2 separate regions of the Gasterosteus aculeatus genome follow, and region 1 is linked to region 2. A link is a contact called in public Hi-C data. All regions are on one chromosome and are shown on one strand. The core of a region is the stretch at or near the end of the contact, and the rest is flanking DNA. Distances in the headings are between cores, read along the strand shown.

The links. Hi-C and Micro-C count contacts between places; a contact is called where the count stands out from the background.
Region 1: a contact with region 2 is called in a Hi-C map of skeletal muscle, with 8 times the contacts expected there. The contact joins the promoter of enah here to the enhancer-like site in region 2. A contact is called at or near these places in 4 of 6 Hi-C or Micro-C datasets (skeletal muscle, tail fin and whole body).

The regions. Positions count from the first base shown.
Region 1 is chr18:319,623-322,739 of fGasAcu3.hap1.1, forward strand. enah (ENAH actin regulator) reads right to left here and starts at 1,698. Exons shown (of 13, transcript XM_078094051.1): 1 at 1,098-1,698. The coding sequence starts at 1,102.
Region 2 is chr18:280,723-283,896 of fGasAcu3.hap1.1, forward strand. The region is part of intron 4 of enah (ENAH actin regulator); the gene reads right to left. Among protein-coding and RNA genes, the nearest start is that of lbr, 20 kb to the left of the region's middle. Within about 2 kb of position 1,744, at least 3 of the 9 cell types and tissues checked have open chromatin away from gene starts, as enhancers often do.

The sequences.
Region 1 (3,117 bases), core at 448-2,947, 39 kb after region 2:
CACACCTGTTGCACCGTGCAGACACACAAAGACCTCTCTGCTGGCCACATGACTCTTGACCATTGAAGGACTGCTGGGAGAACTGCTCTTAAAAAGCTATGGTGCAGACTTGGCAACCAGCGGGGGGGGGGTCATCTTTCGTCCTGCATGCTGCCGTCAGAGGTACAAACATGCCAGAGAACACATGAGGATAGAATGAGGGATGAGGAAGGAGAAGTTGGTGGTTTCCATTGTGGACTCAACAAGCAGCTCATAGAAAGAAGCAGCGCGATCGTTTGGCCAACAGACAGATACCGACAGCTGGACCCAGTTAGGGAGGGAGGGGGGGGCACAATCCACACTGCATGTCTCCCTTCTCATTACACACAGTTTGATGGGAGATGGGACTGGGGGGGGGAGGAGGTCCAACCCTTCCGTAAAGGCTGCAGAGGGACATTACCACGCGGATGGGGGGGGGGGACATTACCACGCGGATGGGGGGGGGGGGGGGGGGGGGCATTACCACGCGGATGGGGGGGGGGGGGACATTACCACGCGGATGGGGGGGGATCTCAAGCTGAATTAAGCACCAAAACAAATACAACTTCATCAGCAACTTTTCCCAATTTTTTTTAGGACAAGCTCTTAATCTGACTGATAACGGAGGACATACCCCAACTAACCCCTGACCCCAAGGCGGTAAACAGGGGGGTTACACATTGGGAGATTTGGACCCCCCCAACAGCAGTCTCCACAGAGACGCTCCGGGTCACTGTTGTCCTTCAAAGGGTCCTACAGAGCCAGCGTCCTCTGCACCGGGAGCAACTCGCCCCCCTCCCCGGTTACCGCGCCCCGCACACGGCGCCATGCTGACGGGTTTAAGCACGGGTCCACCGTATGGTTAAGGAGGCTGACGCCCCCCCAGGTCACCCCAGAACACCACCACCAACCCCACAGCCCACACACACGCGATTAAATCAACGCTCCCCATCACCCGCGCTGGCCGACGCGTCCCCCCGGGGTGCGCGGTGCGGGGGGCGGGGGGGGCGCGACACGTCCAGCTCCGCGACCCCCCCGCGTGACGCCTCACATTCGGGACCAGGGGGGAATCGTCTTACCTCATGACCCAATATGTCGGCGCTCCGCGGCTGACTTGTAGTTTTTCTGCCCCCAAAAAGTTGTCCGCTCGGCTCGAGGCGGCGGGCGGTCAGATGAAAGCGGCTTCCGGCGGCTTCACGGTGACAAACCGCGACAAGTAGCAAAGGAGACCGAGAATACGAGTAGAAGCGAGCCGGTCGAGCCCTACATGATCCACCGCGGCTCCGCTGCTGGTGACTGGCGGAGGGTCCGTTCCGTGGCGCACTCGGTGTCGGCTGTGCTGCGGCTCGGCTCGGCTCGGCTCGGCTCGGATGCCGGTCTGCTGCCGCTGCCTGCTGGAGGCAACGCGCTCTGCGTTCAGGGCCGCACCGAAAGCTCCCGTTTTAAGCTCCGCCATCACCAGCCGGGGAAAAGGCGCCGTAGTGGACACACGTTGGCGCTGATTGTGGCGCTATCGGCGGCACATTGGAGAATACAACACATGTCCGAGGCAGAGCGGCTTTAGTGAGACAACGCGGGTGCTGGAGGGTGATTTGGGGGGCAGGCTTCGTTCATGTGTATTGTGGTCACTAATCATAAGAACGGGTGTTGCGATGACGCGGGCTCGTCTGGCCCTCAGGGGAAATACTCCTCTAAAGGTTTGCTCCTATAAAACTCTTTCCGTGGGGCAATCGCGCCCGCTCCATTTGCGCGTTGTTGTTTCCCACAGTACCCGAACGCAGCAATTGACGCAACTTGTGGGACGGAGCACGTCCGCGTTGCCCCTGACAACTGAGTTGGTTCTGTCTGCCCGCGTGGAGCCGCGCAAATGTTACATCTGCTACAGATCTCAACTGCAAATTTGATATTTTACCAAATTGTATTATTAGAAAAACATGAGGCTTTTGCTAACTTTTGCATTTTGTAAATTCAACGTGAATATGACTGTTAATGACAAAGTACCCTGCTGAAAAACACAGCATAGAACAACATCCTTTCCATGCTGGTCCATGCTGGTCCATGCTGGTCCATGCTGGGTCGGTGCTGGTCCATGCTGGTCCATGCTGGGTCATGCTGGGTCGGTGCTGGTGAAGCTGGTCCGTGCTAGTGAAGCTGGGTCATGCTGGTCCATGCTGGGTCATGCTGGGTCGGTGCTGGTGAAGCTGGTCCGTGCTGGTGAAGCTGGGTCATGCTGGTCCATGCTGGGTCGGTGCTGGTCCATGCTGGTTCATGCTGGTGAAGCTGGGTCATGCTGGTGAAGCTGGTTCATGCTGGGTCGGTGCTGGTGAAGCTGGTCCATGCTGGTTCATGCTGGTGAAGCTGGTTCATGCTGGTTCATGCTGGTGAAGCTGGTCCGTGCTGGTGAAGCTGGGTCATGCTGGTCCATGCTGGGTCGGTGCTGGTGAAGCTGGTTCATGCTGGGTCGGTGCTGGTCCATGCTGGGTCGGTGCTGGTGAAGCTGGGTCATGCTGGTGAAGCTGGTCGACCAGCAACAACTCATAAATGATGCTGGTCCACCTCCCTGGTGACGCTGATACTTTAAACATTAGTATCAACGTTCAATTTTGAAATGAGTGCATGTCATTTAGCTCACATACATGTAATTATACAATTATTATTCAAGAAATGAAAAAACAGAATCAAATACTGATTTATACTGGAAGACATAATATGTATATAGAGTAACGGTAATTCATTTGAACAACGTGCAGCACGGAGCTGGTTGTCTGCTTCTACGTCTGTTTGGGTGGAGCTTCCTTCAAGTCAGCGACACGTGTACACGCGTGACCGATTTACCGCCAGAATCTAACAGCACCACTGCTTTAATGAGCATAGATGGCGTCCTCCACCTGTCGTTTAGCGCTCCGACGAGTGCGATACATCCAAGGCATCGTAACAAAAAGCGTCCTTTCTGGCCTTAACTGAGGCCCGATGTGAGGGAAGCCTGGCCAGCTGTGTTAGCGCCTCGCGCTGCATCTGCTTTGTAGACCGAGGAAAACAGTGAGACCATAAAGAAAAAACCTAAAGAACAAGAATAACACAACTAAGTCCACAATAAGC
Region 2 (3,174 bases), core at 494-2,993:
TCAGACGGCGTGAATTTATGAATGAAAGTTTGAACAACGATGTTGTTACGTGTCGTCGCTCTTTTTGCTGCGTATCACGTTGACTACACCACTGGATCAAGTGCTTTCATGACGTTTTTTGTTGATAGCGAAGCAAGCTAATGTAGCTAACTTTAGCTTAACTCACGAGGTAAGTACAAGCTATTTGTGACTAAAAGGACCTTCCTCTATAGGTTAAGGTTGTATCTAAACATTAGTTTGTACCGTTGACCTTGGTGTGTGTGTCATTATGGACATAATGCAACTTGTAACCGTTATTTATGCATAAGGAACCCACATGACTTTCTAGCTTAACACACAAATAGCAGTGGCCTGGAGACTTGGCACAGGAAAATACACATTAACTCGTATTATCCTATTTCAAGTCGACCGGACGATACAGCTGGGTGATTGACAGGTCACTATCCCAACGGTGTCTTTTCTGGGCTTGGTTAGTGTTTTCGTCAGGCGGCTTTTACCCGTTCTCACCGTGTTCTCATGTGTTCTCCACCTGTTGCCGCCACACGCCTCAATATCTCGCCTGTTTCCAGAGAGCAGTAAGGAGGAGTAAGACCCGCCAATGGAAACCCGACTGACCAAGTAGGCGTCATGAATCCGTCCTAATTAGAGCGGACAGGAAACATGAATATCCAGTTGCACCGCTGTGTCCTCCGCCGTAGTGAAAGGGTTGATGAATGTCTTCTGGCTTGGAGGCTTTAAACCCCTGACGCACACGCACACACACACACACACACACACCTCAAGCCAGTTTATTTTAAGCATGTGTGCACATTATTTAAGAATGTCATGATCTCCTGCTTCGGGGAATGCTGTGTGCATGTGTGACATCCATAAATCACACACTAGAGGTGTGTGTGTGTGTGTGTTGGTGGAAGTTTCCAACTTGGAGTGAAACCACAGAGGAAAACTAAAGCCGATTCAAATCTTTTGAGAGTTCTACAGCGGAACAGTTTGCTGGATCCATCTGTGAATTCCTGCTCCAACGTGTCAGAGTGTAAAAGGGTCGAGAACAAGATCGCTTTGATCAACACAGAGAAAAAAACACGGAAAGTACAAGAAAGGTGGATTTTGATACAAAAAAAGGCACATTCCAAAATAAAATGTTAAAAAATAACACTAGTTGACAGTTAAATAGCAGTAGCATCTTCTGTCTGAATTAGAGAAAAGAGAAATAAGCCGTTTGTCCTTAAAATGGAACTAAATTGTTTGTAGTTTATAGACTGCATGTTAAAAGTTCACAGCAGCTGAACGTGTTCTAGATTCAACCCTTAATGACTTCAGCATCCAACCGCCTGCGTTTGTTCCAGATGAAACTCAAGGAATACAAAAACGTTCCTCAATCCCCTTGAGGGGATTCTTGTCAGCCTCCTTCTGAGGATGAAGAGGAACTGATAGAGGGGCCGATGGTCGGGGTTCTGAACCCCAGATGGTTCTAGTTAGCACCTTCATTTGCTAAAAAAAGAGACTCTGGCTTCATAATCTTTGAGAAATCTAAATTTCAGAACAGAGCATGTCAATATGAACGAGTCCAATGAGCTCTGTCACTTCCTGAGGACCTCCCCCCGGTCTACATCCCCCCTGAACCTGAAACGTGCCTCGCTCCCCTCCAGCGTCCCTCACAGATGCTGGAGGATTCAAAGCTTCCTGCACGCTTTCACCCGCGCCTCACTCGCCTCCTGACTGGGGTTGCCAGGGAAACCGTCTCTAAGGGAGCGTGGGCGGCAGCACGGCCCGAATCCCGGCACGCACATAGACATGCGTGCACGTGCGCGTGTGCACACGTGTTCCTTTTTTTTTGCTCTTTGCTATCAACTCACAATGCTCAGAGGCCGAGTTGGAGAGGATGTTGGGAAACGTCCAATGGGTCCTTGTCAAAATCAAGAGCCAAGGAACGCGAAGCGGGAGAGCTGCCCTGACAGAATGCAAATAACACCAAGACCACATCTGCAGTCAGAGGCTGTGAGGATCCAGGGTCCCCGAGGGCCCTCAAAGGGCCCTCAAAGCCCTTTCGTACTCGCAACTCCAACTGTTTTGATCCACAACTCTAGTTAACTCATTCTCTGGAAGAGCATGAAGCACCATTTATAATTTGACAATTGCTTTATATTTATATAACTTAGACAATAGTGCAAGGCTGCAGGACTAAACAGGATTAGTGTAGCATGAGAAGCCGACTAAAACCGAATGGGAGCGAGGAAATGGACAGTGTGACACCCACCATCAGCTACAGACGCTCTGTTGGCTTTTCTCATGGAGTTTTCTTGGTGTATGAGCATATTAATCCTTGAGTTACAGTCCTTTTTGAGCACTGAAAACAAGAGGCCGAGTTGTTCATCCTTCCGGTTGTCGGGTGCTTTATTTTGTGGCGGATAGGACGTCCTCAGTTGTACACAGCCTTGTTTTCTTCCTCCATTTGGGTTTTGCGGATCAGCCACAAGTGACAGCTGTGCCGAATCTCCAGAGACTCTCAAGTCTGGCGAAAGCTGTCGGCCAGCTGGACTCAGCGGCCTGCCCGATTGGCTCACAGAACCAGGAAATGGTGCGTGAATGGACGGGAGCCCAGATGGACCATATGGACCTGCTCTAGTGAGGGGTGTCGCGTCCCGCTAACATAAGATCCCAACCTCGTTAGCATGGCTAAGTGAACATATTGTTGTTAGATGGATGTCTGTAGCTATGTGTGTTTGTGAGACAGTCAAATGGTAATATATATATATATATATATATATATATATATATAAATATATATATATATATATATATATATATATATTTTATATCCCAGCATGCACGTGTGACAATGTGCAGAGCAGCTGCTGGTGTTTCCATGTACGTGCTAACAGCTAACACAGATATCTCTCTCTCCATTCAGGAGCGTGCTGCATATCCCTCCGTCTCCCTGCTCCCACGCGCCACACAGCTATTTATACCGCAGCCTATTATTTTCAGCTCTTGTCTTTTTAATCCGAGGGTAGCACCCTGCATTCCTGAACAGGTGGGTCGTATCCGCACTCCACCGTGACCTCCTACGCTGGAATCATCGCCGAAGCATCGCGCTCCACCTCTTCTCCGTCTGTCTGCATGAAAGGGAGGATCAGAGGGAGGTCGGATGGGATGGGAAGGCAGGTGAGGCGG